2 separate regions of the Mus musculus genome follow, and region 1 is linked to region 2. Evidence: chromatin contacts called from public promoter capture Hi-C data. All regions are on one chromosome and are shown on one strand. The core of a region is the stretch at or near the end of the contact, and the rest is flanking DNA. Distances in the headings are between cores, read along the strand shown. Region 1 overlaps Mast4 (microtubule associated serine/threonine kinase family member 4). Region 2 holds the start of 1700099I09Rik (RIKEN cDNA 1700099I09 gene).

What was found. Promoter capture Hi-C pulls out the DNA fragments that hold promoters and counts their contacts.
Region 1: a promoter capture Hi-C map of hippocampal neurons shows a contact between it and region 2, with 2.1 times the contacts expected there. The contact joins the enhancer-like site here to the promoter of 1700099I09Rik in region 2. A contact is called at or near these places in 3 of 39 promoter capture datasets (hematopoietic stem and progenitor cells, hippocampal neurons and pre-B cells), 2 of 484 Hi-C or Micro-C datasets (Sertoli cells and nephron progenitors), 1 of 115 datasets of contacts at active chromatin or transcription factors (embryonic stem cells) and 1 of 9 other capture datasets (pancreatic islet).

What each region holds. Positions count from the first base shown.
Region 1 is chr13:102,875,557-102,878,626 of GRCm38.p6, reverse strand. All of the region lies in intron 4 of Mast4 (microtubule associated serine/threonine kinase family member 4), which reads left to right. Among named protein-coding and RNA genes, the nearest start is that of Gm30106, 31 kb to the left of the region's middle. Within about 2 kb of position 1,281, at least 78 of the 459 cell types and tissues checked have an H3K27ac peak or open chromatin away from gene starts, as enhancers often do. A contact at or near this core is called in hippocampal neurons and pancreatic islet, where this site is marked.
Region 2 is chr13:102,758,905-102,761,660 of GRCm38.p6, reverse strand. It overlaps 1700099I09Rik (RIKEN cDNA 1700099I09 gene), which reads right to left and starts at 1,406. Exons shown (of 2, transcript NR_130318.1): 1 at 1,365-1,406; 2 at 1-399. It overlaps Mast4 (microtubule associated serine/threonine kinase family member 4), which reads left to right. Exons shown (of 29, transcript NM_175171.3): 20 at 244-366; 21 at 589-701; 22 at 2,511-2,638.

The sequences.
Region 1 (3,070 bases), core at 32-2,531, 120 kb before region 2:
TTCCTTCTTCCCAAGTGACTCTGGGTTGTGTCAAGCTAACACTATTCTCACTCTGTTTTGAAGTGTGTGTGTGTGTGTGTGTGTGTGTGTGTGTGTGTGTGTGTGTGTTTAAGGAAGTTTAGTTTGATGCCTAGCCCTGGGTGAGCATTGTATATTGGGGTGCCTAATGCCTTCTAAATGTTTCAGACCCCTCTGTTTTCTTGTCTTGGGTGTTTATGTCACTCTTCCTAACAATGTCTCATTTTACAAAGCCTTATGCATCGTTAAAACTGTATTTTTTATTTAGAATCTTAGTTCAATAGAGCATTGTGCTAAAGAGGCCAGGGTCATGGGTGTTACCATCAAGTATTACAATGAAAAATAAAAAAAGCAGCTCCCTCTTTTCTATAGCTTCAGGCATTGTGTTAGCATTTGCTGATAATACTTGGCGTCGCTTTTCCAAGTATGAATGGTGCTGCGTAGCTCATTAGCCATGCTGGGAAAGACAAGCCAGCCGGTATCCTGTAGGTACAGCGGTGCCACCTAAGGTCTGTTTCCTCCTGTGTGAAGGAGGGTGCTTTAAGGACTTCCTGTGTGGGGCAGATCTACTGGAGCGAAGCACATAGGTTTCTCCAACAGAATTATGTCATGTAAGTTCTTCACGAATGATGACCATCCTTCTGCGTATAACCCAGGCTGGTGTCCTTCCCAGACAGACATTGTCCGCATCTTGCCAGCCCAGCTCGAGATACCAAGCATTTCCCAGAGTTCATGATGTCTCTCCTCACTACTTTAATCCGATTTATTGCCCTTCAAAGTCTTAATAAGGACACCTTGTAGGTTCTGGCTGGGGGCTGGGGGCTCTGATCATTCATGCGTTGAACTTTAAATAAGTTGGGAAGATCGGCTGGGTCTTATTTTCGTCGTTTGACGGTATTTGACATTTACAGGGGTGTGCTCCATTTGTGCCACAATAAATGCATTTGTGTTTAGAGATACTATGCCAGGTTTTCCTCCCTCTCAAACTAAAAGTAGAGTTTTGTTGTTGTTGTTTTCGCTCTTGCATTCAAAATGAAATGCTAAAAAAGCCTGCTTACCCAGATTCTCGTCAGATGTATGAAAACCCGGCACAATCCCATGCAGCCCGACTGCAGTGAGCTGCTGCTGGCTGAAGGCAGGAAGACTCACTTCCCTCTCTGTCTCCACAGTCCCACCTGTTTTCAGAGCCCAGAGGTTCCCAGTAGGGCCTGTTGACTTTGCTACCCACTGCTCTGTTTACAGGTCAGGAGGGTAGCCCTTCCTGCCCGGCCCTTTGCTTAGCGCTTCCAGGTGAGGAATTGGATTCCCAGTGTCCCTTGCCGCACTTGCCATGTGGAAATGAGTCAGTGGAAAATTCACTTACTCATCCTGACCTACTTCTGTCTCTTGTGCTGGAGGTGTGCTTATTTGTCGAGAGCGATCTCTCCTCCTTCCAAAACCCCATGCTCTGTGGTTGCTTTAACACTTTAGCCTATAAACTGTTTGAGAAGATGTAGAGTTGTCTACATTGTTCTATAAATAATATGGCCAGACCTATAATCCATTTTAAAATGAGCTCCCGGGAGTCGGGAGACTCTGACTTTGGATAATTCCCAACACAGCCCCTGCCTCCTAAGAGTCTGTGACTTTTAGGAGAAATTGCAAGATGAGAGCCCTGACTAACGTAAGAAGGGAGGGGTAAGGAAGGGCCAGTCTGCTATGTGAGAACCCAGGCATCCCCACTTTCAGAAACCATAGCAAAACCTTCTTCACCCCCACCTCATTTTCACTCTCTTAATTTTAAAAAACTTTCAAGTGTGCTATCAAGCCATGTATTGCCTCAAGTGCTACTCAAGGAATAAGAGGGTGCATGGGAGAGCAATGAGGAGCCCTTCTGTAGCAAGATTGTGTAGGTCCGCCATTTTGACTTTGAAGGAAGGCAAAAGACTCCACAGCAAGGCCAACACGAACTGCTCACTGCTTGCCTAGCTTTGCCTTAAAAAAAAAATTAAAAATCAAAGTCCTGTCTGTCTCAATTGGAGAGAGTTTAGTCCATGCGATCACATGTCTTGATAAGGGATCCACCTTCTTTGAGAAGAACAGAGCTTGAATCCAGAAAAACAGAAAGTGATATACGGTGCACATTTCATACAGAAACACACGGTCACACTAAGGGTAACTCCAAATAACTAGCTAGTTTTACAGTCCTTTATGTTGTATGTAACGTTGTGCAGATAGCACTGTATTAGAAGTAATAATTCGGGCTGGAGAGATGGCTCAGTGGTTAAGAGCACCAACTGCTCTTCCGGAGGTCCTGAGTTCAATTCCCAGCAGCCACATGGTGGTTCATAACCATCTGTAATGGGGTCTGATGCCGTCTTCTGGTATGTCTGAAGACAGCAATGATGATGTACTCATATACATAAAATAAATAAATCTTTAAAAAATAATAATTCCCTTAGTGTACATATACAAGGTTGAGTTGCTAGCTTGGAACAAAGACTTTGAGCTTACAGATAAGTAGTCTTACTAGAAGTAAGTATATGGGAGTAAATGAAACCCCTGTCTAAGGGACGAGATAGTATTCTTTTGAAACAACAGCTCACTCTTGGCAGCTAATTAGTTCTTACTGTGAACAACTCACCCTTAAAAAGAAGAAGAAAAGCCGAGCCTGTTTAAAAGGTGGCAACCACCACCATTAAAGTCGCAGAGTTGGGGTTTCAGTGTCAGCTGACTGATAGCCTGGTAAGCATCCCTTTATTTGGATTCTGATTTCTTTGTGTCTACCCCCACCCCTCCCAAGGTTGTTACAGATTCTCTTCCTTTCTAAGGAGATTGTAAATTTAAACTCGGGGTCAGGCCGAGCCACCTCCGTGGAAGTAGTGCATCGCAGAACAGACATGGTTTATGGTGTAGAAAATGTTCTGTGCTTTCTGACCAACAGAGAGAGGCTTCTGGCCAAAGTCAGAAGTGGAGGGCCACCTTTAGGGAGGCCCGGTTGTGGTGTGGAAGCAGCGAGGTGTAGAGCCCTGCGAATTTTGCTAGGATAATCTAGTTTTCACATCAAAAAACA
Region 2 (2,756 bases), core at 157-2,656:
ACTGAGAAAAATCTGTGCTATAGCAACCGCTGTTAGCAAAATCTGATTTCCTGCTGATAAAGTCTAGAAATTTTTTTTTTCAAGTTTTGGTTGTAGAAGGTGGGGGCGGGGGGGGGGGAGGTAGTGTGGACTCCACCACTTCTTCATTTCTCTGCTAACAAATATCGTGAACTGTTTGTAAGCGTGGTGCTTCCTGTACAGAGGGTGGTTCAGCCTCTCAGCCTCGCTCCTCTCCCCGTCCAGGTGGAGCCTATGAAGTGAAGCAGCATCGTTTCTTCCGCTCCTTAGACTGGAACAGTTTGCTGAGACAGAAGGCGGAATTTATTCCCCAACTGGAATCGGAGGATGACACAAGTTATTTTGATAGTACGTGCATTATCTGACATCCTTTGGCCTTTCCTAGATTTAAAAAAAGAAAAACAAAAACAAAACCATAGTTCATCTCCAACTTCACACTTTCCAACTTCGTACCTACAAATTCTAGAAAGCTCCCTGTTGTTCTGCTCCAGGTCCTCAGAGGGTAGTTGTCACTGTTAAATACAGAAGCTCTCTGAGTAACCCAGACTGTTCCCAACCCTTCCTCCGCAGCTCGGTCAGAGAAGTATCATCACATGGAGACGGAGGAGGAGGACGATACAAACGATGAGGACTTCACCGTGGAGATAAGGCAGTTTTCTTCCTGTTCACACAGGTTTTCAAAAGTAAGTGGGACGGGGCATCAGCATGCAAAACCTTGGTATCCACCTCAGTTGGACTAGACTGTAAAAGCACCTGCGCTTTGTGGGGTGTGAGTTCTCCAGCACTCAAAACTCCCAGTTAGTTGGGGAAATGGTCTCATATACTTAATAAGCAGCCGTTTTCCACCCTAAAGACATGGCTCCAACTTTGGGAGTTGATTGTTGCTTTGAGGCAAAGATGCCAACGCTTTGTTGTCTTTCATGAGAGTTGTCATGTGGTGAACTTGCCTACCTGCCCCCTAAGGTCTAGCTGAGAGCTAGTCTGTGGAGGCTTTTGTCAATGAGGAAGGGCATAGGCGTCACTGTGTGCAGAGATCCCCCTTATTGTGACACAGTATAACACAGGAATGATACTCAGTTCTTTGCATGAGCCAGGGTTCTTGGGGGACACTTGACTTTGAGATAAGCAAATATTTTGATCGGTAATAGAGATTATAACTGATATCGAAAAGGCAGTGGGAAGACAACGATAGAAGTTTAGAAATGGTAGAAGAAAATAAGATTGATTGAGAGAGATCCCTTTTTATAAACTCAGGTAAGATTTTAAAACAGACAAACAAACAACCTGATTTTTTTGGTAGGTTGGGAACCCAGGGATAATGGAAATAAACCCAGAGGGCACCCTACCTCCTTTCTGCTAGTCTCAGTTGCTACATCTTTGTGGTTGCCATGGCATTTTGCATGATTCTTCCTTAGGAATTCTATAACAATTGGTGATTTTAAAGCACTCTGTATGTTTTCCTGAATGATTACCCAAAATGCATCTGCAGATCAGCCAGTGCTGCCCCTGTCTGTTTATAGGACCAACATGGGGGCAGGGATTTCCCTGGAGACTTACAGCATGTGTGTCCTGAAGCAAGTTTAACTGACATCGGATGGGTCCTCAGAACACAACCCATCCTTTGCTCTCTCTCAGAACTCCTCCTACACAGTTTGCTTCTTTACTTTGGAAAGCGTTTTATTTTCCCCGGCCTCCTGTTCTTTAGCCTCATCTTCTTCTAACTCTAGAGAGACTGTGGCGATTCAGAAGTGGGCTAAAAAGAGGCCTCTTTGCCTAAGCTATAGTCTCCTGCAACTGCAACTGCAGCTGCAGCTGCCTGATTTGTAAGCCAAAGGTATCTGGTTAGCTCCCTCTTCCCCAGAACCCGCCCCACTCTAAGTTCTGAAACACACCATCCCTTCCTCTACCCGCACGCAACCTCAACTCCTGACTGGCGGCCATTAAACACCTTTTCTTTTCTGTATCATTTTCTCTATCTGGTTACTTTTTGAGCCCCGAGCCAGTCTGAGATGTACATTGCTCCGAAACCATGAAACCTGAGTGCATCTACGATTCTTCTTTGTAGATACAGAGTCCTTGAGGTTTGGTGAAAGGAGAGGGTCAGTCCAGCCCCCCCACTCGAAAAGAATGTGTCTTCATACCTTAACCCTTCTCTCTTGTGGCGTGCACACAACCTTGTTAGCATTTTCCACAACATGGCCCTAGTTTCCAATTTTTTTTGTTCGGTTTGGTTTTTTAGAGACAGGGTTTCTCTGTGTAGCTCTGGCTGTCCTGAAACTCACTCTGTAGACCAAGCTGGTTTAGAACTCAGAGATCTGCCGCTCTTTGCCTCCCAAGTTCTGAGATGAAAGGTGTGCACCACCATGTGTGGGTCTGCCAGTTCCTGATTTTACTTCAATATTCGGGGTTTTGGTTTTTTAATTTTTTTCCCTAAGACTTCTGACAAGCTCTTTTTAGATGTAGTTCATAAACAATGGTTATTCGCCCCGCAGGTTTTCAGCAGTATAGATCGCATAACTCAAAATTCAGGAGAAGACAAAGATGACTCTGAGGACAAGACCAAAAGCACAACGTTGCCATCCACAGAGACACTCAGCTGGAGTTCCGAATACTCTGAAATGTACGTGAGAAGCTCCCCAGGGCCCTCGTAAACAGTGTGTGCTGGGGCAGTGCATCTGAGACCCACGCCCAGAGTTTCCACTCCAGTAGATCTCAGATTGCCCCAACAGCATAGATGT